4 separate regions of the Sus scrofa genome follow, and all the other regions are linked to region 3. A link is a contact called in public HiChIP or PLAC-seq data. All regions are on one chromosome and are shown on one strand. Each heading gives the region's core, a stretch centred on a gene start, on an enhancer-like site or on the middle of the called end of the contact. The rest is flanking DNA. Distances are from core to core; before and after follow the strand shown. Region 1 overlaps BRD4 (bromodomain containing 4). Region 2 holds the start of LOC110259619 (alanine and glycine-rich protein-like). Region 3 holds the start of CYP4F55 (cytochrome P450, family 4, subfamily F, polypeptide 55). Region 4 holds the start of AKAP8 (A-kinase anchor protein 8).

Region 1 (3,563 bases), core at 909-3,408, 250 kb before region 3:
TCTAAATAGTCTCCCCTCCAAAAACAAAAAACCTCAGAGAATACAGAATTAAAATAAACTAAATAAATTAAAACAGCCAGTAGAAAAAGGAAAAAAAACTTCAAGTCTTAAGTATGTGTTTAAATAACAATAGCTATGTCCAGTCTATTAAGGTTTCCCCCCCCGCCACGTTTTCAGGACACATCCTTTAAAACAAAGGCTCACCCAGATGGGCCCAAAGTGAAAGAACAAAGGACACCATGCCTTGGTCCAATGTGATGATGTAGGTACATACTATGCTAGTGAATGTGGGACAATGTGTGGAGCTTAACAGGGCTGGGAGATAGGCAAGCAGCAGGGCTCAGGTGACCTCTGACAGCCACTGACCCATAGGTCACCAAAGGCTTTTCTGCAAGTCCTCACTTCTGTCCTGGAAACATTTTTCAGATGGCTAAGAAAGCCTGACACAGGATATGCAGACCGGACCTGTACCTTTTCAGCAGGTGGCCTAGCCCACAGACTGCTATGATCCCAAAAGCAAAAGTGCAAGCGAGGGCCTTGGGAAGAAGAGGCTGGGAATTTTTAATATGTGTAGTTTAAAAGAATTAAAAAAACAAAAACAAAAACCCAGACTTTAACAGTACTAAATACTGAACTTATTCTCCATAATTTTTAATTCCTGAATTCTGTTGAAATTTGGGTATATATTTATCCCATTTTTTGAATAAAGAGAAATGGAATTAGTTCACACTGCCCCCTCCCTTCCACCCATGTGTGCACTCTACAGTGTTTATCACCCAGAATCAACTCCTAGGGGCCATAAATCCCACTCATCAGGGCATCATGGCCACACGGAACATCTAGAAGCAGCCATCCTGTAGTTAAAAGGCAACAAAGGCTTTCAAGGCTCTGGTGAAGAAAGCCCACAGTTGAACATTATTTCAGCTCACAACTATGACAGTGTCTACCTGGCAAGAGTGTCCCTCGTCGACTTGAAACAGGTCTGTTTTGGAGAAGAGGTTGGGCCATGTAGCATGTGTACTCTTCTGGCCAAGGGCACCCGAATACAGGTGGGGTTGTGGGGTGGGACTTTCAGTGGGACACCCCAAACCCCTAATGTCCAAGAACAAAACCAATCACCCTGCTTTAATCATAATGAAATAATCCCAATGTAAAATGTACATTTTTCTGACTTTAGTTCACTCTTTCAAAGCAACATGGCATAATACCAAAGAAAGTATAAAATAAAAATAAATAAATAAAATTTCCAAAGCCCACAGAGGCCTGGCCCACCCAGGACCCCAGCCTGCTCTGCTGCAGGATGCCACACCTGGAGCTTCCCCAGAGCCTCACCTGGAGCTTGCGGGCCATGGCCACCACCTCATGGTCAGGAGGGTTGTACTTGTAGCAGTTGGAGAACATCAATCGGACATCGGCACCAAATTCCTGAGCATCGCGGTACTCACGGGCCTCCAGTTTAGACTGGAAAAACAGGACAAGTCCTGGTTAACCATGGCTGCCCCTGCTCCAATGGGGAGGGGCAGCAAGGAGGGCTGCCTGTAGGAAAAAGGTGGCTTCTCAAAAGCTCTGGGTTTAACCCGACCCTAGTAGGAAAAGGTTATCACTGCAGTGCTAGCATGAGGTAGACAAAGAAACACTCAACAGTAAATCTCAGGGCTAGGAATTGTTCTGCTAGTATCCAAACCTACTCACCACGCCTGGCTAAAAGACGAATGGACACAGAATTCACAGAAGCTTAAACCAGAATTGTAAAGGGAGTGCTAGACCCAACTCTGACCTGATGTATACTTGCCTTTGTGACATAGGACAGGACACTGGTCAAAAGGAAGACAGCAATGTTCCCTGCTCTGCCCAAGTTTGAGCAGGTTTATTCAACTCGGAATAGGAGAAAAATGCCAAAAGGCTTAAAATAAACAAAACCGAAGAGGCCTCAAAATACATTACAATGAAAATGCCAGCACTTGCCCCTTCCATGACACAGAACCTGGCAAAGTCACCACTCCCTAAACTCTCCTGGAGCATCTACCACATGAAGGCCTCTATGGGCACTTGGCCTCAAGGCCACAAAGGGTTTGTCTTCAGCAGAGGGGTCAGCACTGCTGTGACTAAAATGGCCAGAGGATCTCAGATATCCCCCACAATCCCCAGCAGGGGGCGCTAGGCTTCTTTGGGCTGGTAAGAAGAGTTTTGTCAGCTACTCCTCTTGGAGAAGCCTCCTCCTAGACAGGCCTTCCTTGTCCCATGGAGCCCATTCCCCACCTCCTGGGGGTACATCCACTCACCTTTATAGTGCTCATGTCCATGGGGTGCTTGATGATGTCACAGTAGTCATGTAGGCCCAGCGCCTCCACGTCCACGGGCTTGTAGAATGGCCAGGCGTAAGCCGCATGCTTCTTGGCAAACATTTCCTTGAGGATGCCACTACAGCACTTAAGCTGCTCTGAGACCTTGCTGCTCTTATCTGGCGCTGGGTGCTGCTGCGAGTCGGGCACATCCTTCTTCGGAGGCTTAACAGGCCGGCTGCTCTCCCGCCGGGGGCCCAGCTTGGTGGTCTTGGGCTCCGGGGGCAGTGAGGGAGGCTCGTGAATGGGGTCGATGGTGGTGGGGGTGGTGGTGTCTGCTTTCCTCTTAACCCCCTTCTTTGTCTGCCGAGAGCACAGGCGTGATAGGCACGGTCAGAAGCGGCAGCCGGCACAGCGGGCCCTCAGGGTCACTCCTGAAGCCAGGTCCTTTCTAGGGTCTCAACACTCACAGGGAACAGGGCCCAAAGGTAATTCCACAGGTGAAGGATTGAAGACAGAGAGACCCTGTCCCACCACTCTGTTCTGCAGCTGGGACAGGACCCTGCCAGTGGCAGGAAAAAGCACACAACTGAGTGTGGGATCTGCTTATTGGAGACCATAGAGTCCTCCTAAAGCAGTTTCCTATAGATCAGGGAACTCTCCTAGAGCCAACCCTTGTCACTCTGGCCACCCATGGGAGGTATATCTCGGAACATGTTTAGACAGCATCTGCAAACATGTGGTCTAAATTAGAAATGGGGGAAGCATAGCAACTCCCTGGGAGGTTTGACTCAATTAGGGGATCTTTCTGTATCAGCAGGGTAGTAGCTTCTGGGCTATGCTCATTTAAACACAGCATGATTCAACCCCCAACCCCGCAACACCCACAAGTGCCCCAAGAACCAGAAGGACAGGTGACTGTTTACTGTAAGTCTCAATGAAATGGAGAGGAAGGAGGAAGGGGTCATTTAGCTGAGGCGGCAGGAGCCAGCCAGTGGCCAGGCTGAGCTAGACACATGCAGAGAATGCTCACCTTCACAGGTTGTGGGGTGGCCGCAATGATGGGTGGGTGGCTCTGCACGGGCTGGGGGGCTGGAGCGGGTGGGGGTGGTGGTTGAGGGGGCACCGGCGGGGGTGTCTGCAGTGGCTGGGGAGGTACCACTGTCATAACAGGGGTCTGGACGATGAGGTCTGGGGTGACGGCAGGGAAGGGGTGAGGAGTGGCCTGCACGGGTGGAGGATTCTGCTGAGGGGTCTGGGTCTGCGGAGGAGTCGATGCTT
Region 2 (3,257 bases), core at 379-2,878, 180 kb before region 3:
AACACGGACAGGTAGAGATCTCTCGAATTTAACACTTCAATTCTCAGGCGCAGATTCCAAGAGGTCACTTCTTGCAACCAGCACACACATAAAAATGAACCCAAAGACCAAGACTAAAGCTGCTCCAGGTTGCACAAAACATTAAATGAGTAAACAAAAACAACACTGCAAAAAACAATGCGTGGTCTTGAGTAAATGGGAGGTCAGCCCTCAGCAAAAGCACATGACTCATCCATGGGCCTGAATAGAAATATTTACAGTGTCCACTACACCCAAATGGGATTTCCCATCTTGAACCAAGGCCGGGCCTCGGGGGTATCTGACTCCGGTAAAGTTGGGCTATTTCCGTTTGGGGGGGGTGTCATTCCGTTTCGCTGAATCACAACTCCCCCCACATCCCCACCCCAAACCATCACAACGCACAAGACTGCAACAAACGAGGCCGTGGCAAGGACACCAGGGAGCACCGACCAAGCAAAACAAAGCGCCCAGTGAGGGGCTGCCAGATCAAGAGTGGATGGGTAAAGCGGGCCAGGCTCGCCCCTCAGAGCACAGCTTCCGCCCCCAAAGGGCCCGTCTCCGGCCAGGTGTGCAGAGGCAGCCTCCTCCCTCCACCTGGGGACCAGCCCGGTTCTCCGCAGAGCTCTGGGGACAGCCCGGAAGGTGAGGAAATGAGGGCGGGGGCGCGCTGCCCCGGCTGAGACAGGAGGACTCAGACTCCAGAGAGAGCGCGGGCCGGCCCCACATGAGCGCAGAGGCCGCCCCGGGAACCGCGACTGGGGACAGCGGTGGCTGCGACCATCACGCCAGGCCCGGACTTACCGGGGCCAGGCTCGCCGCGGGCTCCGCGGCGGCCGCTTCCTCCTCCTCCTCCTCCTCACTTGACAAAATGGCGGCGACAGGAAGTGCCGGGCGCCTCGGCCCGCCCCCCGCCCGCCCCCGGCCGCCCGCCCCGCCGCGGAGCTCGCGCCCCCCACCCGCGCCCCTGCCCTGTCGACCGGCGAGAGCCAGGGGGCGGCGGCGCCAACGGCGAGGCGCCCGCGAGCCAACAAGCCGCCCCGACGCCAACGGCGCAGGCGGCCCTGGCCCGGCGAGAGCGGCGCGGGGACGCGGGAGGCCCGCAGGCCCAAGCCCGCGTCGCCCCGGCCTCCCCGCCCCCGCGCCGCGCCGATGGCGTATGTACTGGCGCACCGGCCCCATTACGCAATGCAGGTTACGCGGGCTGCGCCGCAGACCCCGCCAGCTGCCCCTCGCCGCCTGACGCCCCGAAGGGCACCAGTCCTCACCTGAGACACTAGGCCGCACGCCGCCCCCACCGGCCGTCCGCCGCCGCTGCCGCCCCCTCCTCTTCGGACTGACTGCGCGGGGCCAGGGCCCTTCCGTCGAGCCCGCCGCTCCGCTGTGTTCACAGGCCCCGCTCGCCCGCGGGCACTGCCGGCAGCCGCCGCCGCCGCCGCCGCCGCAGCCACCGCTTCGGTTCGTCGGCTTCGGGAGAGCAGAACAAACAGCCCTGCTGCCGCCGCCGCCGCCGCCGCCGCCGCCGCCGCCGCCAGCGCACTGACGTCACCGCGCACGCTGCGCGCGCGACCACGCGCTGCCGCCGCCCGGCGTGCGCGCCCCAAGACCATGCCCGGCGCGAGCTATCTTAAGCTAACAGAGAGCCGGGAGGTGAGTGGGGGAAACCCGTGCTTGCGGCCGACACGGAGGTGGGAATCCCCATGGACCAAGGGTGGAGGCTGAGGAGAAATCATGCAGACCCGAGGGAGGAGACTCCTTAATCGGAGGGAAGAAATCCCGCACACCGAAGGAGACATCTCAGACCGAGGGAAGGGACTCCACAGACCGAGTGAGGACCCCGAAGATTGAGAGGGAGAGCACCCCGAAGACCGAGGGAGGGGACCCCGAAGATCGAGGGACAGGACTGAGGCGAGACTGAAAGTTGGGCCTGAGGAAAGAGACCTGAAGGCAGAGGGAAACGTCCAAAAATTTATGAAGGGTCTGATTATAGACGCTCAAAGAAAGGGAGGACGGCGAATAGACAGAAACCGGTGGCAGAGGCGGAGGCAAGACACCTGTCTGAAGGAGGCTGCGCTGGTGCGGAGGCTGAAGGGTGTTGAAGGAAGCTGGAGGGGGGTGGTGCTGGAACGTTGAGAGAGCTGCGATGGGCCCTGGGGTGAAAGAAATGAAATGAGAGGAGGCTGTGAGCAAGACTGATGCGGCATCTTTCTTGGCCGGCTGGCGAGCCACTGAGCTCTAAAGGCTAGAATGTGTTTGCATTCTGGGCCTAGAGTCCTCTCCCTCTAGTTGTCCTCCAGCTGACTTCCTTATCCTTAAGACTCAAGCCACAAGTCAGTTCCAGAAAACAAAGAGATTAGACTTAGGTTGCTTACAGTTCAAAATGACAATCCTGTTAAAGTTTTCAAATGGGAAGCCATAACCTCCTTTCCCCTTTTGCCCTTATCTTCACTCTTTTAGCATTTCAAGCCTCGTTTTTTAAAAATAGCAAACTCGGAGTTCTTGTTGTGGCTCAGGGGTAAGGAAGCTGACTAGTATCCATGAGGATGCTGATTCCATCCCTGGCCCCACTCAGTGGGTTAAGGATCCAGTTGTTGCCATGAGCTGTGGAGTAGGTTGAGGATGTGGCTCAGATATGGTATTGCTGTGGCTGTGGTGTAGGCAGGCAGCTGCAGCTCACATTCGACTCCTAGCCTGGGAACCTCCATATGTAGCAGGTGCAGTCCTAAAAAAAAAGACAAAAAAATACAAATAGTAAATTTGAGGAGTTCCCTTGTGGCACAGCAGGTTAAGGATCCGGCATTGTCACTACTGTGGCTCCAATCTCTGCTGTGGCAAGGGTTCAGTCCCTGGCCGGAGAACGTCCACATGCTGCAAGTGCAGCCAGAAAAAAAAAAAAAAAAAAGCAAGCTCAGTTCTTCTATAAAATCTAGGAACTTTTTAAAAACTCCTAATGGGCCCTTCTTTCAAAACACATTCATGTGCTAGGATAGCAGTCAGATAGTTTTGTCTCTGTTATGGAGTTTGGTCACTTTTCACTAAGGGCAATCATAAATTATTGATAGGTCTTAGGCAAAGTAAAGACTTATTTTTACCCTTTACTTTAACAACACATGAAGTGACAAATTATTAAGTGCCAGAAATAAAGGAGGTAACTGTAACTGGTTCATTAGTAAGCTTCCTTCTACTTCTGTATTACAGAACATTAAAATTTGTGACTATCTTTGGCTCCTAATTTTGCA
Region 3 (3,210 bases), core at 102-2,601:
TGAGGACCATATTTTGAGTGGCCATTTCTTAGAGCTCATGACTATAAAAGGCCCTTTCTTCCCTAAATAGTTAATGAGCATGCACTCTGTGCCAGGATTCACTTCTGCTTGTGCTGTCTTGTTAAATTACTTCTCTGTGTGGCTGGAGCGAGTCACTGAACCTTTCTGGACCTGTTTCCTCTTCCTTCCTTTTGCTTCTCTTCACCCCTATCTGGCTACCCCTGTTGCCTCTCACTTACCATAGCCCTGCTCCTGGCCCTTCTCTGAATGGACACCTCAGCAGGTGGATCACTTTGGCCAAGGAGGCAAAGAATCTGGGACAGGGCACACAAACTTGCTGAGGGCTTCAGGACCAGTCCCTCAAAAGCTGGATTATGTGGGCCTGGAAGGAATGGGGTAGTGGTGGCAGGAGAGGAAATTTGGGCATTTTCCAAACATTCTATTAGCTGCAGCAGGAATGTCTGTCCAAATCCTCTCACTTTGCATCTCCATCCTTCAAACTCATCCTCATCTTGGAGCCTGATCTTGGGGAGACCTCATGAGGGCTGAGATTACTTTACAGGGGAGTTTAGGACAGGATCTGGAGGTGACGAAACACATTTACAGCTGATATCCCAATTCCCAGACGGGAAGGCTGAGCCCAAAGGAGGTTGGCACAGCCTATAGTTAGAGTGAGGGCAGGGCAGAACTCCACTCAAGATCTCCCAGCTTTGCCTTCCCCTGTGTGGACCCTGTTCTCTCCTGACCCCTCTCAGCCTTACACCTCAAGCCTCCAGCTGTCCTCTTCTGACTGGGCCCTTGACCCCCTGAATCTGCTGTGGTAATCCCCAGCCAGGCTGGTTTCTCTTTTCCTACTCCCAGCAGTTTTATCCCAACCCAAGGCCTGGGTTGCTTGGAGGCAGGGCTTAAACTCCTGCCAGGCTGCGTGCCCTGGAGGCCAGAAGTTTCTTGCCTCTGGGCTTTCTGATTCTGTGCCAAGAAATGGTGCATGCTGCCCTTCTGGCCCACACGTGGTGAGAGCCACGGAGATGTTTTGGGACATGGTTTGCACCCGAAACACTCATAATTTTACCTGCTGTACCCTGGCCTTGGAAGGGCAGGGGCAGCTGTAAACACAGGGGCACAGAGTCACCTTTGTCCGCCTTCCAGCAAGCTGAGTGGGAGGTGCTGAGTCCCAAGAAGTCAGCATCTGCACCACGTGAATCTGAGCTGGTTCCTCTCTGGAGCCAGCTGCTCCAGGTTTCTAAGTCTTGGGCAGACTCCAGGTGGGAGGAGGCAGCCAGGCAAGCAGGGATTGGCTGACCCACTCAAGGCCTCCCCCCCCACCACCGCCACTCCCGACTGGCCCCATTTGGAAGTCAGGACAGGGAAGAAGACTCTCCAGGATGAGGACAGAAGAAGCTGTGTGGGACTAGTTGCTCCAGACAGAAGGTGCAGCGCTGGCGTTGGTGGGGCTGAAAGTTCTGGCCCAGGGTAGGGAGGGGCACTGCCCAAGGCAACTTTCCACTGATTCCAAGTGGGCATTTCTTCATTATCTTCTCTCTCGCCCTCTCCCTGTCTCTTTCTCTTCCTCTGGATTTTCCTGGGTCTCCTCCCCTCTCTGAGCCTCAGTCTGCTCATCTCTGAGTCCTTCCTTCCCCAGCACTCACCCCCTTGTTCCTCTCCCTGTATTTGTTTGTCTATTTGTCTCTGCCTCAGAGCTCACCCTCACTGTCCCTTTGCTGAGTCTCAGGAGCTCACTCTCCACACCATCTGCCCTACAGGATGCTGCAGCTGAGCCTGTCCTGGCTGGGACTGGGGCCTGTGTCAGCCTCCCCGTGGCTGCTCCTGCAGCTGGTCGGTGCTACCTGGCTCCTGTCCCGAATCCTGTCCTGGATCTATGACTTCTATGACAACTGCTGCCGCCTCCGGTGTTTCCCGCAACCCCCAAAACGGAACTGGTTTTGGGGTCACCAGGACCTGGTGAGTGTGGGCAACAGGATGGGTCTGGGGAATGATGGTGTGTGGACTTCCTGAGGGGTCGGGGATCAGGCTCAGGGAGGTTGGGGTCTGAGGTTGAGCTGGGGTCTAGGGCAGCAGAGAAGTAAGGGAGAGCATTTTCCTCACTTCTCCACTGGGTCGAACCCTCTCCTCTCTGTCCACTCTATGCCCCAATATTTTCATGGTTCATAGTCTTCCTCACCCAAGGCCAGTTTGGGGTTATGTTCCTGCCCGTCTTCCCTACACTGGTGCACATCTGAGGAGCTCTCAGAATGGGCTGGAGAGAGCTGGGTCCTCTAGTGACAGAATGGGCTGCAGAGAGCTGGGTCCCCTAGTGACCCCATGGTGTCCACTGCTGGTCTTGAGGCCTCCTCAGGGCCACTGTCCAGGGTCTGTCCCTGCCTGGCCCATCTCTTTTGGTTTCAGGTCAGTGTCTGCTCCTCTCTGGGCTTCTGCTTCCCAGAGGAATCAGCTATGACTTCCACCCCTCTTATGCCCCTATGGGGGTACAGCAGGAGCTGAGGAGATGTGTGGTCAGTCTCTCCTCCTCCTCCCCTTCCTCTGGCGTCTGTCTCTTCCAAACTTGTCTTCCACCCTCAGGATATATCAGTGGGCCTCTCTGCTCAACTTGGATAAAAGTGGACCCTTCCCTCTTTCAGAAGGAATCACTCGGACCTAATGGCCAAATTTCCTGGGAGGGTGGGAGGGGGCTCCTGGCCCACCTTCCTAGCCTCATCCCCAGAGCCCCTTCCTTTGTGCTGCATTAGCCTACTTTGGCCCTAATCCCAATAAGGACTTTGTCATCACTAGCAAAGGCACAATGTCCAAAACCATTGATTCCAGATTGCATTCTCTGACCACAACTTCCTTTCCTTCTAGCTTCTTTTTTTTTTTCTTCATCTCTCATCCTAGACCTTGCCAGGCTGTCCATTCCCCTGTGCACCCTAGTCCAACAGCTTCTTTTCAATCTCATTTCCTTGGGTACATCAAGTTTAGATTCTCATCCTTTGCACATGGGCTGAAGTCTCTTACCACCTGGGCTTTCCCTCATGGCTCTTTGGAAGACTTTGGCCTTGTGTGAGCTCAAACCCCGACGCCCCCATCCTCTGATCTCTCCTCTATGGTGATGCTAAGGAAGGTCACAAAACAGGACAGAGGGGTGACATGTACATCCCTACCTGCCTGTTTCCAACGGGGCTCATTCTGCTCTCTCTTTGTACACAGAGCTGT
Region 4 (3,619 bases), core at 392-2,891, 150 kb before region 3:
ACTGGTCTAAGGGACATATATGCTATTAACATCAACCTCACAACAACCTTTGAGATAGACACTATAAACCCGCTTCTACAGAGGCTCCAGACGATAAGGCACTTGCCCAACAACACTGAGAAGAACAAGGACTTGGACCCAGATGGAGGTCCAAAGAGCAACTGTCAAGCCTCGCCTGAGGCGGGATTACTACTAACTAAAAGATCTGGTGGGAAGGCAGGGAAAAAATGGCGAGATGCAGTAAGACTGCAAAAAAGACTAGAGAACCAGATTGAGTCAACAGAGCACTACCATGCACCTGGGAACTTTTCTGCTTCTGCAATTCCTGCTGCTGGTCTCCTGCTAATACTGCCACCATTCAAGACTAGCGCCTTCCCTGTTGCAGCCAAAATCAGATCGCTTGCTTCTCAAACCTCAAACACCTGGATGGGGTATCGGAGCTTGGTCAAGCCCATTCCTGCATATTTCTACTGCTCCCGGCGGGTAAACGCGGCTTCCAGCATAGAACAAAAGCCTCCCAGGAGGCTGATTCTAGATTGAGAGGTCACCCAAGAAGGTCCTGCCGCAGGCTCTGAAACTCAAGTGGAGAAAGGGCACATTCTCTTTTACAAAACCCCTCTGGCATCTCCAGGCCACCACAAGGCGATGCCCGGAGGAGAACCACTAACGGGTTTCCAAGTTTTGACAAAGAAAACACCCAGCATTTGACTCTCAGTGTCTTGCCTCAGAGCTACACAACCCAGGGAGAACGCAGGCGCCGCACTACTCAAGGCCTCAGCACTGCACCGCTGGCGGTCCGAACCTGTGCCGCTCATACCGCTTCCGGACCGGTGCTCCAGGCCACGTGGGCGGCGCAGAAGACCCAACGAAGCCCCGCAAGTACCCAGGAAGGCCCGAAGGCCGGGAAAGAGACAGCAGTCCCTCCTCCCGCCGCGGCTGCAGACCCCACGCCCCACAAGCTCGCGCCATAGCTCCGCCCTCTGGCGCCGCCATTTTGTGGCGTCTTCCGAAAGAGGCTGCGGCCCTGCGGGCGGCAGGGATCCGCGGGGCCTACAGCCCCGGTGGGGCTGAGAAGCAGAAACGGTCCTAAAGGCTCAAGGCGCCCCCCGAAGCCCGCCGTAGCGTCGGCCAGCCGAACTCCGCCGACGTCCCCAGGTTCCATCGGCCAATCCGCATGCAGCGGCCCGGGAGCGACTGCGCCGAGGTCCAATGAACTGCGTGCGCGCGTCCCGGCCGCCCCTCTGCAGGGCCGGACTGTAGTAACTGGGCTCTGGAGTAGGCCCCAGCCCGTGGCCCTCTGCGCGGCGACGGTGTCGCCTGGGCACCACCTGCCCGTCCCACCCCGCACTAAGTTGCCCACACTAACCTCCGTAGCCCTGTTCCATGTCTTCAGCTCGGCCCGCCAGCAGCTCCTCTTTCCAGACTACCACAGGACGCATGCGCTGAACCCAACTCCCGCTGTCTTCTACTGGTAAGCCAGTTGATACGTCACCCCTTCCGCGCGCAACTACTGGCGGGAATTTACGACGGACCCGCCCTCACCACTCCAGGTGGCCTTCCGGTTGTTCCGGATCGGTGCTCATAGCATCCTGGGAGTTTTGGTCCGGGCCGCTGTGCCTCGCAGCGCGCAAGCGTATCCCTGCTTCTCCTCGCCGCTAGTGCGCAGCTGCAACCCATCCTTCCGAGGCCCACCCACAGATACACACCTCTAAGCAGAGATCCAGTCGCTCGCCCACTAGGACCGCACCACAGACAAAATAAGAAGAGGTGGGAAGGGAAGAACTTTATTAGACTCCGCTTCTAGCCTCTGCCACGCGGGCCCCGCCCGCCCGGGTCATGGAGCGCCCCCTCCGCCCTCCTCCTCGTCGTCAGCCTCTACATCGAGGCCTGGGATGCCTCGGATTTGGCGCTGCAGCGCCCCGCCCAGCAGGGGCAAGGCTTCCTCCTCCTCCTCAGGGGGCGGAGGTGGGGGCGGGGTCGCAGCCCCAGAGACCGGTTCCGGGGGCACCGGGGGCTGAGCCGGCGCGTCCTCTGCGACTCCCGCTGCTTCGACTAGCGCCCCCTCATCCAGGGCACCGCCCTCGGCCTCCTCCTGTTCCTTCTCCTCCTCCGGGCTGTCGGTGAAAGGGTTCTCTCCCTGCGGGGGACGGCGATACTTTAGAAATGGGAGCACCCCAGGGCCCGAATCAGGCACCGGGGCTGGGGACCGGGCCGCGTGACAAAGGCAAGCACCTCACCTTCAGATAGCGTTCCAGCTTCTTGCTGATGAGCTTGTTGTTAAGGATGCTGCGAGCCACCATGAGCGAGGACTTCTTAGACTGCTCCATCATGAGCTGCGGGCAAGGCAGGCAGGGCTGGAGAGGCTGCTCCAGGCATCCAAAACTCGCCCCATTCCCACCAAGCCAGATCGGTAAGGGCACCCCTCTCCACCTACACCTCGGGGCTCAGCACCGCCAATGATTCCAACCAGATTTCGTAGGTCTGTAAATGTACCCTTGGGTACAAGCTTGATTTCCCCTCTACAAGCATGGAACCATGACCTGATTTGATCCTTGCCCAAATGCTCCTCCATCTTTCCATACCATACTTACTTACTGTATGTAACTGTAACTGATTAAAGACATGTCTTTACAGCTGTATGGCAGAAATCTGATTTGCTTACATAAAAATTATAAGCAGTGAACAAATTAAGAAACCTATTGAAGACCAAGTAAATGTGCAACCCCTAACAAGGGGCCACCTGCCTTAATATGAAAGGAACTCTCTAGGATAAACGAGGTATAAAAGCAGGAATATGAACGTCAGTCAGTGTATTTAACTAATATACATACATCTTTTTATTCCATGGGATTCCCAGGATTAAGAATTATACCCCCAAATGGGAAGGTTAAAAAGAGACACTTAATACTCTGCAGGCGAGAGGTTCAACTGTTTATTTTCTGCAAATCAGTTTGATAGAATGTATCAAAAGTAAAAGTTTTTGGAGTTCCCAACCTGGCTCAGTGGTTAACCAACCCGACTAGGATCCATGAGGATGTGGGTTCCATCCCTGGCCTTACTCAGTGGGTTGCTGTCAGCTGTGGCGTATGTGGAAGATGTGCCTTGGATCTGGTGTTGCTGTGGCTGTGGCATAGGCCAGCAGCTGTAGCTCTGATTCAACCCCTAGCCTGGGAACTTCCATATGCCATGAGTGCGGCCCTTAAAAAAGCAAAAAAAAGAACAACAAAAAAAAAACCTCAGTAATTCCTTCTGGAAATCTAGCCTAAATTTAAAATTGGAAGCATGCATGTTTTTCACTGGCTGCAGTGAAAAACTGGAAAGCACCTAAATGTTCTCCAGGGAAGAAGTGGTTAAATACATCAGACATTAAAAAGAACACCATGCTGTCCTTAAAATAGGGCTCATCTCTCCCCTAATATAAGAAAGATAGAACAGTGTGCATAGCATGCCAGAACCTTTTTGTCTAGGATGATTTACACCAAAATACTGCAGGACTTTCTTGGTGGTGAGAGTAAAGGCAACTCTTAATTTCATTGTTATAAAGGTAATGCAGCATAAAGCCATCAACAGGGGGTAAAAAAAGTTACTGGGAGGGTTGTGGGGGGAAAGCTGACCTCCA

The links. HiChIP or PLAC-seq counts read pairs in DNA pulled down with a chosen protein or histone mark.
Region 1: a contact with region 3 is called in an H3K27ac HiChIP or PLAC-seq map of skeletal muscle, with 5 times the contacts expected there. The contact joins the enhancer-like site here to the promoter of CYP4F55 in region 3. A contact is called at or near these places in 9 of 47 Hi-C or Micro-C datasets (embryonic fibroblasts, fetal skeletal muscle, heart right ventricle and 5 more) and 2 of 2 datasets of contacts at active chromatin or transcription factors (alveolar macrophages and skeletal muscle).
Region 2: an H3K27ac HiChIP or PLAC-seq map of alveolar macrophages shows a contact between it and region 3. The contact joins the promoter of LOC110259619 here to the promoter of CYP4F55 in region 3. A contact is called at or near these places in 1 of 47 Hi-C or Micro-C datasets (embryonic fibroblasts) and 1 of 2 datasets of contacts at active chromatin or transcription factors (alveolar macrophages).
Region 4: an H3K27ac HiChIP or PLAC-seq map of alveolar macrophages shows a contact between it and region 3. The contact joins the promoter of AKAP8 here to the promoter of CYP4F55 in region 3. A contact is called at or near these places in 1 of 5 promoter capture datasets (liver), 2 of 47 Hi-C or Micro-C datasets (embryonic fibroblasts and liver) and 1 of 2 datasets of contacts at active chromatin or transcription factors (alveolar macrophages).

Annotation. Positions count from the first base shown.
Region 1 is chr2:62,316,121-62,319,683 of Sscrofa11.1, reverse strand. BRD4 (bromodomain containing 4) reads right to left here. Exons shown (of 19, transcript NM_001204772.1): 4 at 3,316-3,563; 5 at 2,283-2,645; 6 at 1,333-1,461. Among named protein-coding and RNA genes, the nearest start is that of BRD4, 10 kb to the right of the region's middle. Within about 2 kb of position 2,158, at least 8 of the 83 cell types and tissues checked have an H3K27ac peak or open chromatin away from gene starts, as enhancers often do. A contact at or near this core is called in alveolar macrophages and skeletal muscle, where this site is marked.
Region 2 is chr2:62,249,266-62,252,522 of Sscrofa11.1, reverse strand. It overlaps LOC110259619 (alanine and glycine-rich protein-like), which reads right to left and starts at 1,628. Exons shown (of 1, transcript XM_021085099.1): 1 at 1,200-1,628. The coding sequence starts at 1,628. The coding sequence ends at 1,200. It also overlaps a transcript of BRD4 not described here.
Region 3 is chr2:62,069,093-62,072,302 of Sscrofa11.1, reverse strand. CYP4F55 (cytochrome P450, family 4, subfamily F, polypeptide 55) reads left to right here and starts at 1,351. Exons shown (of 13, transcript NM_001244636.1): 1 at 1,351-1,473; 2 at 1,764-1,962. The coding sequence starts at 1,765.
Region 4 is chr2:62,220,082-62,223,700 of Sscrofa11.1, reverse strand. It overlaps AKAP8 (A-kinase anchor protein 8), which reads right to left and starts at 1,641. Exons shown (of 14, transcript XM_003123431.4): 1 at 1,367-1,641. The coding sequence starts at 1,439. AKAP8L (A-kinase anchor protein 8-like) reads right to left here. Exons shown (of 24, transcript XM_005652898.3): 13 at 2,238-2,333; 14 at 1,367-2,137. The coding sequence ends at 1,835. The region is part of intron 1 of LOC110259330 (a long non-coding RNA gene); the gene reads left to right.